Regions from separate parts of the Mus musculus genome. Here region 2 is linked to region 1. The links are chromatin contacts, called in public HiChIP or PLAC-seq maps. All regions are on one chromosome and are shown on one strand. The core of a region is the stretch at or near the end of the contact, and the rest is flanking DNA. Distances in the headings are between cores, read along the strand shown.

Region 1 (6,326 bases), core at 1,588-4,087:
ACCCAGGATTTTGAACATCTTATTTCTCTTAATGCTTACAAAGCATGGGGCCTGGGATGGATTAAAACCATTCCAGCTTGCTGAGTTTGGTTCGTAGTGACTCGCTGACACTCCAAGGAAGAGGTGGAGACCACATGACTGTACAGAGCCATGGCCCGGCCCCCAGTTTTCTGGCTTATAAATCATTTGAGTCATTCCAACAGGAACTTCCTTACTGAGGCTCATGGTTTTGCCAACCGTGAGCTTGATAATATCAGACACGAATCCCCTCCAGTGGAGTGAACCTTAATCCAATAAGAAATAAGTTTGATTTCTGTGAACTCACCCTGACCAAAAGCAAGTTAGGAGAAGAAAGATGTGTTTTAGCTCACCCTTCCAGGTTACAGTTCATCACTGAAGAAAGTCAGGGCTGGAATTTAAGCAAGAACGAAAAGGCAGGAGCCCTGGAGAAACCCTGTTTGCTGGCTTGCTCATAGACCCAAGCCTAGCTAGCATTCTTATATATCCCAGATCCACATGCCACCTCATGGTGCTGAGCGCAGTAGGCTGGGCTCTCCTCTGTTCAGGGCTGGGGAAGAGTGCTCTGAGCTCGGCTGAGTAACTCAGAGAGTAGCTTGGCGTGCTCTTTAGAAGCTGATTATTCCTGGTATTAGTTATAGCAGTGGAAGGGTAACACCGTATTACCACAAAGGTGACTTGAAGAAAGAGAAGAGGATAGAGGGGAGATGGGATGGGGTGGAGTCTGCCAATTCGGCCAATAGGTTACTAATGCTGTTTCATTTTTCTTAACTATATTACAATCATTTTTTGTTGTTGTTGTTTTTTTAGAGACAGGGTTTCTCTGTATAGCCCTGGCTGTCCTGGAACTCACTTTGTAGACCAGGCTGGCCTCGAACTCAGAAATCCGCCTACCTCTGCCTCCCAGGTGTTGGGATCAAAGGCATGTGCCACCACGCCCAGCCCCTTCTTTGGCTTTTTAAGACAGAATTTCTTTGTGTAACCCTGACTGTCTTGGAACTTACTTTGTAGACTAGGCTGGCCTTGAACTCAAGAGATCCACCTACTTTTGCCTCCTGAGTGCTGGAATTAAAGGCATGTCCCTAGCTAGAACCATATTTTCTATACCATAAGATTATTAATTCTTATTTTGAGATACATTTTTTTTTTTTTGGACAGCAGTCTCTTTTTTGTGGTCTGCACTGGCCTCTAATTCTCCTACCTCAGCCTCCAAGTTGTAGAAATCCCTTTGTCTCAGCCTCCCTGCTGATGTTATTGCAAACATGAGCTGCCATACTCAGCTCTCTTGAGATAAAGTTAGACTTCAGCAAGGCTCCAGAGATTGTATTGTTCAGGTGTGTCTTTCATCCAGCTTTCCTACTATTGTCTTATCTAGCCATGTACAATCAAAGCTGGCACAACACCACCAATGCCTAAATTACAAACTTTATTAAGATTCTATATTTTATTCTATAGTCTCATCACAATTATCCTTTCTTCTGTTCCAGGAATCAGTCCAAGATACCACATTGCAATGAGAAGTCATTATTCAGTAGTCTCCACTATGTAAGAGCTCCTTGGTCACTCCTTGCTCTTTAGTAGTTTGATACTCTTTTAAACATTGGCTTTTGGGGGCTGGAGAGATGGCTCAGAGGTTAAGAGCACTGACTGCTCTTGCAGAGGTCCTGAGTTCATTCCCAGCAACCACACAGTGGGTCATAACCATCTGTAATGGGATCTGATGCCTTCTTCTAGTGTACCTCAAGACAGCTACAGTATACTCACATACATAAAATAAATAAATCTTAAAAAAAAACATTGGCTTTTTATTTTAAAAATTTATTTATGTGTGTGTTTGCATGTGCCACATGTATGTTAGTACCCAGAGAGGCCAGAAGAGGAGGTTGGATCTCCTGGAACTGAAGTTTCAGGTGGTAATGTGCTGCATATTGTGGGGGCTGGGAACTGAACTGGAGTCTTCTGAAAGATCAGCAAGTTCCCTTAGCCCCGAGCCATCTCTCTACCCTGACCTTTTTGAAGAATGTTGTTCAGTGTTTTGTGATTTTCTTCATTTTTCTACATTTTTCCTTTTTAATTCTTGGTAAGGAAGAAGGTTGTCTCTTTTTCACCTTTTTGCCCAATTTTTTTTTATATTCGTATATACTCAATTTATATACTTACAAAGTATATTTATTCAATTATTTAGGTTTGATCTAATATAATTTGTTTAGGTGTTCAAATGTGTATCATGATTTAAATGGCAGAATAATTTTTGCAGTTTCATGTTTGGATAGACAGTTATTGATCCAGTTCTTCAATGTTGGACATTTAGGTCCCCCCCCCCCCCAGTTTTTTGATATTATTAATGAGGCCTGATATGTTTGTCTTTGAATTTGTGTTTCCACAAACTAGTTTTCTAACAGGGAAGTTGTAAGTTTGAAAACTTGGTGCTCTTGGTTGCTATGTCAACATGGAAAGCATCCATAACCCATCTGACAGGAGAGAAGATCTTTGGAGTTCATTAATTCTCCTAATCCGTTGGATGACTTACAACTTGTTAAAAAGAAAACCAAAAACAAATCTGAAGAACACATTATCATAAAGTTATTGATGTTGAAGAAGCTTCCGGTAGGGGCAAGCTTATTTCCGCCCATTCTTGTCTCCTACCCTCTGGCTTGAGGTACACCTCAACCGGAACTGTTTGGCCTCCGTCGAAAGCCACGTCTGTTTTGGCCTCGGTCCCGCCCCCACGCCGGGGAAGCGTTTCCGGGGTCAGGGCGCTCGGGCCCGCCCCGCCGCGGCTGCGGCGCTGGAAGTCCCGGTCCTCCCGGAAGTTCCCGGCTCTGCCTGTCGGGCTCCGGTTCTGCGCCGCGGAGGGGCCCAGGGCTGCGGAGATGGCGGAGGCGGCGCTGCTGCTGCCGCCCGAGGCGGCGGCCGAGCGGGACGCCCGCGAGAAGCTGTCTCTCTGGGATGGGAGACCCGACTCGATGGCGCCGCTGACAGACAGGCAGACGGACTCGGTGCTGGAGCTCAAGGCGGCCGTGGAGAACCTGCCGGTGCCCGCCGAGGTGAGGCGAGGGCGTGGGCTGCGCCCGGCCTCCTGCCCCGTGCGGGGATCTGGCCGGTCCTCTGAGCCACCGTGGCGGGTTCGGCGGGAGGGGCCCGTGTGTGCCCTGCTGTCAGCAGCCTCACTCTGCCCGCGACCCAGGGTGGCCCTGCCAGGGTGCGTGGCCGTCCACGCGAGGGCGTAGCCCTCCCCCAGCGGCGTGGGACGGTTGGCCCGAGCCTTGCTCCGGGCTTCTTGCTCCTGGTGTCCCCGTGTCAGAGTAGCCCTGCCTCCCAGGAGCCTGTCCAGCTAGTCTGTGTTAACTGCATCCTGGAGGCATCAGGCTTGCTTCTTTCCCGGGGGAACAGGGACACTTAGAGGGGATCAGAACTGGCCCCGAGAAACAATTTCATTTATCACACCCCAAGCTGTGAACTCCTGGTTTTGGGTTATGGAAGATAAGATTTATTAAACCTACAGCAAAGCAATAAATTAAAAAGTTATTTTTACAAGTTGACTCGGTTATTAAGTAGCGCTTTGGGTTTTAGCGTCAACGTTTTCCCAGTTACCAGTGGGACAGTATGCATGTTACTGTTGGTGTGATTCAGTGCAGTTATACTGGTCAGAGTACTTTTATTTTTTGGATTGTTTATGTGTTTCACACGCTCTTCTAGTTTCGAGGCCGAATTTTGGGTTATTTTATTATCAGTGGTGGTTAGTTTTGATGTTGGAAACCATTTCTGTACGATTCGTAATCCTGTCCAAATGCAGATTGAATTTGGCTTCTTCACCTCTGCCCTCACACTTTAGAGGTGTGACTAGACGCGTTCTCTGCACCTTTGTGTGCTGTGCCGTAAAAATACGTGTTCTTAGGTGTGTTTCTCTGCCCACCTCCAGGATGCCATACAGGAAATAGACCTAAGTAAACGAGGGAGCAAGTGGAAAGTTCTTTGATCTGGCTATGTTTTATGTTCTGGATTATAAGTGGGTGTGGTGTGGTGTGGGGTGTGTGTGTGTGTGTGTGTGTGTGTGTGTGTTTTGCTGGGGACTAGACTGAGGATTTTGCCATTGCTGGGTAAGTGCCATACTAGAGATTTACAGAAACAGGCTTATGTGTGTTCCCAGTCTGTTTATAATTTTTGTGCCCCATTATCGAAGCTGGTGTCACGTTTATTGAGTATGGAGAGGGTTGAAAGTAAAAGGCATCTTACTGGTTTACACGGTCCTTCCGTATTGATGCAGTTGTACTTACCATCAGTTCACGCTGTCATTTAATGTGCATTGCCATATGTCTACACTGGGGTAGGAATTAGGGATAGAGACGTAAATAGGAAGTAAAGTAGGGTGGGTGGCAGGGCCAGAATAGTTGAGGCTGAAGAAAAGTAAGGGCAGGCCTAAAAGTGAAGAGAAGGCCTAAGCCTTGTAAAGAAGGTGACAGACAGCCTAGCAAGAGAGCTGACATGGAGACGTGAAGCCGGCCTGGGAAAGGCTGGGCCCATCATGTTGTAGCTGGAAGAAAAAGCAGAGCAAGGTCCTGGGGAGAGGATGTCCTTAAGGCCAGGAATGTGGGGAGGTCTCAGAACTAGCAGGAAGGAGCCTGTATACACCAGCTTTCGGGATCTCAGAGGCACATGTCCTCATCGCTCTCCTTTCCTGGTACTGAAGTGATCTCTGTCTGATGGGATGACCTCGGACTCCATTCATCCCCGTTCCATGCTTTTAACATTATGGTTGAGAAAAGTGTGCATCAGGTTTAATTTATCTAACTAGCATGCTTCCATAGACTTCTCTGTAGTGCTTCATGTTTTCATAAGATACATTATTTCATAATCTGTTGGAACTGGGATGCTTTAGTGATCTAGATGTGTTCAGCCTCAGCAAAAGGTCAGCGAACATCATAAAGATGTCTTTAGAAGGCAGCTTTCTCACTTCTAAGAAAAAAAGCACTCTTGGGGTGGGGAGATGGCTCTGTGGTTAAAAGCACCCACTGCTCTTGCAGAGGATCCACGTTCAGTTCCTAGCACTTTCCTGGTAGCTTACAATAGACCTGTAACTCCAGTTCTCTCCTTGACCTCTGGGCACTAGACATGAATGTGGTGCAAATACATACATGCAGGCAAAACATTCATATATAAAATGGGTAAGTCTAATAAAAAACTCCTTATCTTGAAAAGTTGCTTTTTTTTTTTAAAAAAGGAGTTATGTATATTGTATTAAATAAAATAATTTACAGTAGACTGGTTTCTTGTAGTCGAGGCAAATTTTTTATAGCAGCAAGGATTTTTTTTTTCTGCTAAGTAGTTCTTGTTGAAGTGCTAAAATTTACTTTGAAATCTATCTGTAATTTATGCCATAACTTTTTTCCTGTAGGTCTGTGACCTACAAGATGATAATTAACTTCTGTATGCTTCCATTTTCTTGGTTATGAAATGAAGGCTTATCTCCTGGGGAGTTGTGAAGAGTAAAGGCCCTCTTGTGCATAAATGGCCCATGGCACGCTTCTTGCCAAGATTGCATTATTCATGAGATCTCTTTCAAACAATGAATGTTTTAAAAGAACAGATTAGAATCTTGAGCTAGTATAGGTGTCACTAAGACTGAAGATAAGAAGAAAAGTCTTGGTGCCTTGGAAGGTTCTGAGTGAGACTCCAGCCTCAAGGATATGTTCTATCTAATCAGAGAAAGTGCTGTCAGTTCAATTGAGGCAAGTATTGATCAGATTGATTCTAAACATCACTTTCTCCAGTTCAGGATTTTCCAAAAAAGAAGGCTTCTGAGAAGAAGGGACATTTGTCTTTTCCTGGACAGGTTAAGGCTGGGGAGGTAGTGCTATGTGGTTTATTGTAATTGCTACTTAGTATGCAATTATTGTTTACTGTAATTGCTACTTAGTATGCATGTCCGCTGGTGTAAGCTGTAACATGTCAACCAAATGTGTGCTCATGTCTGTGTGGTGCTGTGTCTGCTCTGTCCTGAAGCTCATGTCTGTGCGATGGTGTGTCTGCTCTGTCCTGAAGCCAGGCGCTGCACTGAGGGAGGCTCTGATTGGGCTATCTGTTCAAAATGAGAAGTCACAAGTGCCACACCCGCTTGACTGGCCACTCCAGTTCAGCTATTTTGTGAAAAGAACTTAGTGGGACATAGCTACCCAAAGGAGTAATTTTCTCTTATGCTGTTAAAAGCCAGTTGTTTTGTTCTTTAAGGTACTATGTCTTTAAGGTGGTTGTATTATAATTTCTCTCCTACTTAGTTTGAGAGAAAATGATTTCTTTAGTAAAAGAGA
Region 2 (6,154 bases), core at 1,864-4,363, 43 kb before region 1:
TCTCTTTCCTCCCTCCAAATCCTCTCTTATGCTCCTCCCCCACCTCCCTTCAAATTTATGGCCTTTCTCTCCAGTTGCCGATAGTTCTTTGTAGGGTTGAGACCTCATAGGCTTTTCCTTATCCAGTTTGGCATATGTCCACTGTCATCCATGTTCAGCTCACATATGGGTGGTTGCGTTGGTGAGACTTTATGGCTAGAGCTTCTGATGTTACTTGGTGACACAATCTCACAGCAAATTCCCTGGGTCTTACAATCTTTATGGCCCCTCTTCATCAATGTTCCACGGGCCTTATGTGTGGAAATGTTCTATAAATATATCCATTGGGACTGGGCTCTACAACTCTGAACTTTGATTGGTTGTGGTTTTCAGTAGTGGTTTTTTGTCTTTGGCAAAGAAAAGTTTGCTTGATGAAGGGTGAAGACTACACTTATCAGGCTAAAGACCCTGGAGGGGATGTGGGACATGTGGATGAAGTGATGCAGTCCAAAATCTCTTCTGTTTTTGAAAAGACAGGTCACACTCAGGCGTTGTGTTTCACAGTCTTAATCTCAGCCCTTGGAAAGCAGAGGCAAATGGATCTCTGTGAGTTGGAGGCCTGTCTGGTCTACATAGAGAGTTCCAGGACATCCAGAACTACATAGAGAGACCCCTGTCTCAAAATAAATAGAAACCAACCCAATCCAAACCAAACCAAATGAACAAAGACAAGGTATGTACACAGCTCGGGTTGACTCAGAGTTAACAACCCCTACTTAGTTTTCTCAGTTGTGCGGTGTCTTAGTCAGGGTTTCTATTCCTGCACAAACATCATGACCAAGAAGCAAGTTGGGGAGGAAAGGGTTTATTCGGCTTACACTTCCATGCTGCTGTTCATCACCAAAGGAAGTCAGGACTGGAACTCAAGCAGGTCAGGGAGCAGGAGCTGATGCAGAGGCCATGGAGGGATGTTCTTTACTGGCTTGCTCAGCCTGCTCTCTTATAGAACCCAAGACAACCAGCCCAGAGATGGTCCCACCCACAAGGGGCCTTGCCGCCTTGATCACTAATTGAGAAAATGCCTTACAGCTGGATCTCATGGAGGCACATCCCCAACTGAAGCTCCTTTCTCTGTGATAACTCCAGCTGTGTCAAGTTGACACAAAACTAGCCAATACAACTGACCCCTTGTCAACTTGACACACAAACACATCACTAGTAAGCCTCAACCCTTACATTCTTATTCATCCCCAAGGTCTAAATAACTTTAAATGTCCCACAGTCTTTACATATTCTTAAAATTTCAATCTCTTTAAAATATCCATCTCTTTTAAAAATCCAAAGTCTTTTTAAATTAAAAGTCTCTTAACTGTGGGCATCACTAAAACAGTTTCTTCCTTCAAGAGGGAAAATATCAGGGCACAGTCACAATCAAAAGCAAAAATCAATCTCCAACCGTTCAATGTCTGGGATCCAACTCACGATCTTCTGGGCTCCTCCAAGGGCTTGGGTCACTTCTCCAGCCATGCCCTTTGTAGCACACGCGTCATCCTCTAGGCTCCAGATGCCTCTACTCCACTGCTGCTGCTGCTCTTGGTGGTCATCTCATGGTACTGGCATCTCCAAAACACTGCATGACCCCTTCAGTCCTGGGCCATCAATTGCAACTGAGGCTGCACTTTCACCAATGGCCTTCCATGGCCTCTCACAGTGCCAAGCCTCAGCTGCTCTGCTCAACTCCTTCATGCCTTCAAAACCAGTACCACCTGGGTGACCCTTACATATTACCAAGTCCCGCTGCAGCAGGAGTGCAACCTTGGCTATCTCTGGAACACAGCCTCTTTGTGCTTTCAGAAAACACTTCCCAGAAGATGTCACCTCAATGATGCTGGTCTCTTCTTAATCACCGCTAATTTCTTAGCTCCAGCTAACCAGCATCAATAGTCCCAGTAATGCAAAGTTTTTGCTTTAGTAGTTCTGGTATCTTGTTAATCACAGCTGATTCTTCAGCCCCAGCTAACCAGAACTACAGAATCTTCACAATCAAAACAGCAATGGCCCTGAAAAGAGTCTTTAATTTTCCCTCTGAAATTTCACAAACCAGACCTCCATCTTCTACAGTGTTCTCAACATTATCTTCCAAGCTCCTGCACAACCTCCAACAGAGCTCTTAACAATGGATGGATCTTCAAGCCTAAGTTCCAAAGTCCTTCCACAGTCCTCCCCAAAACATGGTCAGGTTGTCACAGGAATACCCCACTCCCAGTACCAATTTGTCTTAGTCAGGGTTTCTATTCCTGCACAAACATCATGACCAAGAAGCAAGTTGGGGAGGAAAGGGTTTATTCGGCTTACACTTCCATGCTGCTGTTCATCACCAAAGGAAGTCAGGACTGGAACTCAAGCAGGTCAGGGAGCAGGAGCTGATGCAGAGGCCATGGAGGGATGTTCTTTACTGGCTTGCTCAGCCTGCTCTCTTATAGAACCCAAGACAACCAGCCCAGAGATGGTCCCACCCACAAGGGGCCTTGCCGCCTTGATCACTAATTGAGAAAATGCCTTACAGCTGGATCTCATGGAGGCACATCCCCAACTGAAGCTCCTTTCTCTGTGATAACTCCAGCTGTGTCAAGTTGACACAAAACTAGCCAATACATGCGGGTACAGGCATGCACCATCACAGCCAGCTGCTTAGCAACTCCTATTTGCAAAACACTTCTCCTTGGTACCTTCCCTGAGTCAGCCCAGCGGATCTCAGCAACAGTGTCATGGATCAGGGTGTTGCTGTTTTATCAGAAATAGGCTCCGGGAGCCTTGGCCTACCAGCGCTGCCCTCTCTTTCCCCTTCCCCTTCCCCTTCTGGGAAGACTGCAACCTGATCCTGAGGCTCTGTACTGACTAATGTGCTGTAAAGAATGTGCCCCAATAGTCCTTGATTGGTTAATAAAAGGCTAGAGGCTATGACTGGGCAGGAGAAAGAGGAAGGCAGGACTTTGAGTAGGGGGTCTCAGCTAGGGACCACAAGAAGGAAGAGAACGAGGTGAAAGAAGAAGGTCTTCATGAGGCAGGATGGACCTCGAGCCTGTGGCTAAGAAAATCTCATCCTGAGGATACACAAGACTCAGTTGGCATGTAATGGGGCATTTATCTGGTTATTCATTTCCTAGCTGGGCTAGAATAGCTCAGAACCTACTTAGCACAGTGCCAGCAGCTTGTAAATAAGATACCAGATTTTTGTGTCTTTTATTCAGGAACTAAACAGAAAAGAATGGGATAGAAAGCTCCCATAAAAGTACTACAATAGACACACACACAAAACACTTTCTATTATTGAGACACATGTACACACACCCAGACGCAGGAGTATGGTTTAAGTGGTATTTTTGTAAACAAAAGTTTCCAAATTGTATTTTCATTTCAGAAAGCTGTGAACCACATGGACAAAAGAAATGAAACAAGACAGGATAATAAATACAATCACAATATGAGACACCTTCTGAAAATCTGGACACAGTAGTGTGTGTGTGTCTTTCTCTGTGTGTGTTCCCTTACACTCCTTCCTCTTTTCTTTTCTTTTCTTTCCTTTTCTTTCCTTTCCTTTCCTTTTCTTTTCTTTTCTTTTCTTTTCTTTTCTTTTCTTTTCTTTTCTTTTCTTTTCTTTTCTTTTCTTTTCCTGTAGAATTCCTGGATGCTGAGTTTGAAGATGCATTACAGAGAGATGCAGCTTGGTGCCTGAGTGGCACTGTGGAGCAGAGCCCAGTGGCTGCTGATGGCATGGGTTGAGTGGGAGGATAGATTTCCCTATGTTAAACTACTGAGGTTCTGAACTCATGTTGCTGTAGCTAGCCAATCTAGACTAATAGCCAAAGGGGAAAACAAACATGTACAATAATTTTGTGCTTTTAAAAATCACTATTGTTTGTTTATTTGTTTGTATGTGTGCATGCTGTATATATAAATGTAGGCACACATGTGGGAGACCAGAGGTCAATGTCAGGTGTTGTTAGCTCTTTCCACTATGTTATAACTATTCTTATTGTATGAGGAGGGTCTCTCACCAAACCTGGTGCCCACAAACTGGGTCAACTGCCTAGTGAGTTCTCATATCTACCTATTAAAGCAATTTTTATTTATTTATTTTAAAAATTTCCTTTATTTTGTTTTGCTTTTAAAGACACATAATCTGTGTAGCTCCGGCTGCTCTGAAACTCAGTTTGTAGACCAGACTGGCCTTGAACTCAGAGATCTGCCTTCCTTTGTACTACCACTGTCCAGTGAAATTTTTATTTTTAATCCTTTAAATGTGAGATTTCTCTTTGTGCTCTCCATCTCTGTTCCTGTTTCATCTCTGTCTGTCTGTCTCTGTCTCTGTCTCTGTCTCTCTGTCTTTCTCAAAGTTAAAAGAACACCTAAACAAGTTGGTTAAAGGGAGAGAAGCTATTCAGGGATGAAGGCAGAGAAACCATCCAACTTATGGGCTTATACAACAGGTTCCCACTGCTGGGTTAGATGCATCTCTACTATAGAAAAGGGACACACAGTATTGTGTCTACCATGTCCTGCCCAATTGCCACGTCTCTGGAAGGCAACAGTCTCATCTATGTCCCCATTTTCCCTACCATCCACTACTCAGTTGATCTTAGCTGGCAAAACCTGCCATCAATTATATAATTGTACACCCCAGAAAAGTTTAGATTTAAATATAGAGATGATGAGCTAAGTTAAACTCATTTAGTATTAGCCATCCAATGTAAGCCAATCTGCATGGGCTTGTGATTTATGTGCTGTACAGTAGCAAAGACAGAAATTATACTCTTTAAAGAATCAGACATGTTCCTGTTTTTCATTTGAAATGTGCAATTCATTTTTGTACTTGTGAGTTTAGATGGAAATATATGCAGAATTTAAATGTATTAGCTGTGCCGATCTTACGAAGAGAATCGTGTTACTGCTCTGTCCTGCAAGGCTGCCAGGAACCTTCACGAAGGTCTCAGGATACTTAGCCTGCCACCACTGGCTGTCACAAGGCTGTGCTATCCTCTGTAACAATGTGCCCCATGGGCTAAGAAGGTGGAAGCCAATGCACAGAAAAGACCAAATAGGAACCTGTGAGAGCAGTTTGCTGAAGGCTGAGTCAGGAGACTGCAGATGTTTGCAGTAAAGAACCACATTGCAAATACTGTGTCCCTTGAGGAGGCAAATCCAGAAGATTATGTAGGTAATCTAAAAACTATTTTAGCTCTGGGATTGTACAATAATGAGCATCTGAGTTTGGACTGTGAATTATGGTGTGCTGATCCCTGGCACAACATTAAAATGATGTGTTATCGTTGAGTGTTGTGACAAGTACCTTCAACCCCAACAGGTGGATTTCTATGAGTTCAAGGACAGCCTGGTCTAAATAATAAGTTCCAGGACAGCCAGAACTACATAATAAAGACATATTGTCTCAAACAAACAAGCACAGACAAATAAAGACAAAGACTATGTGTTGTGGTTTGGATCGGGTTTGAGTGTACCCCCAAGGTCCAGGTATCAAAGTAGCATCCTTATCCTGAGGAAAGGAGGGAAAAATGATTGATCATGAGATTTAGCAGTGGGTGTTTTAGACCCAATTAGATATAAAAATAAAATAAAGGGACACAGATGAGATTGTTTACCTTGAAGAGATGTGACACTGGGCCAAGGACACAGGATACAGCATTCTGTATCTCCTTTGTCTATCTATAGAGGAGTTGTGTGTGATACACCAACAGGGACCTTATGTTCTAGATAAGGCCATAAGGAAGTCAATCAAATCCTGGTGGTTTTATAAGGAAAGAGAGGAAGAACAAAAGATGTCCACACGCTCTGTCTCTTGTCACGTGATAGCCTGTGCAGCCCTAAGTCTCTGTCAGCACGGTGTCCATGGGAAAGCACAGGCCTCCCTTCAGAGGGAAGATGTGGTACTGTGGTAATGGTCCCTTTGGAGCCAAATATAAGTAACTGTGGCCTGGGAACATGGATTCAGATGATTCTAAGAGCCAAGTTCCAACGTGGTAATAGTTTCTCTGGGTTTTTTATAGTCAGGGAACAAAGAAAATGAAAAATGAGGAGACTTTAAAAGTCTCCTGGTCAGGGCTGGGAGAGAGTTCAGTTGGTAACGTGTTGCCCTTGAGGTCATGAGGACAGAGTT

What was found. HiChIP or PLAC-seq counts read pairs in DNA pulled down with a chosen protein or histone mark.
Region 2: a contact with region 1 is called in an HNF4G HiChIP or PLAC-seq map of pancreatic cancer cells. The contact joins the enhancer-like site here to the promoter of Cog3 in region 1. A contact is called at or near these places in 2 of 15 datasets of contacts at CTCF or cohesin (CD8 T cells and the NIH/3T3 cell line), 1 of 484 Hi-C or Micro-C datasets (the HL-1 cell line), 9 of 115 datasets of contacts at active chromatin or transcription factors (the SCID.adh cell line, double positive thymocytes, effector CD8 T cells and 5 more) and 3 of 9 other capture datasets (adipose tissue, liver and pancreatic islet).

Annotation. Positions count from the first base shown.
Region 1 is chr14:75,751,004-75,757,329 of GRCm38.p6, reverse strand. It overlaps Cog3 (component of oligomeric golgi complex 3), which reads left to right and starts at 2,837. Exons shown (of 23, transcript NM_177381.3): 1 at 2,837-3,065. The coding sequence starts at 2,892.
Region 2 is chr14:75,794,935-75,801,088 of GRCm38.p6, reverse strand. No RefSeq gene overlaps it. Among named protein-coding and RNA genes, the nearest start is that of Gm36271, 6.3 kb to the left of the region's middle. Within about 2 kb of position 3,113, at least 23 of the 459 cell types and tissues checked have an H3K27ac peak or open chromatin away from gene starts, as enhancers often do. A contact at or near this core is called in the NIH/3T3 cell line, liver and pancreatic cancer cells, where this site is marked.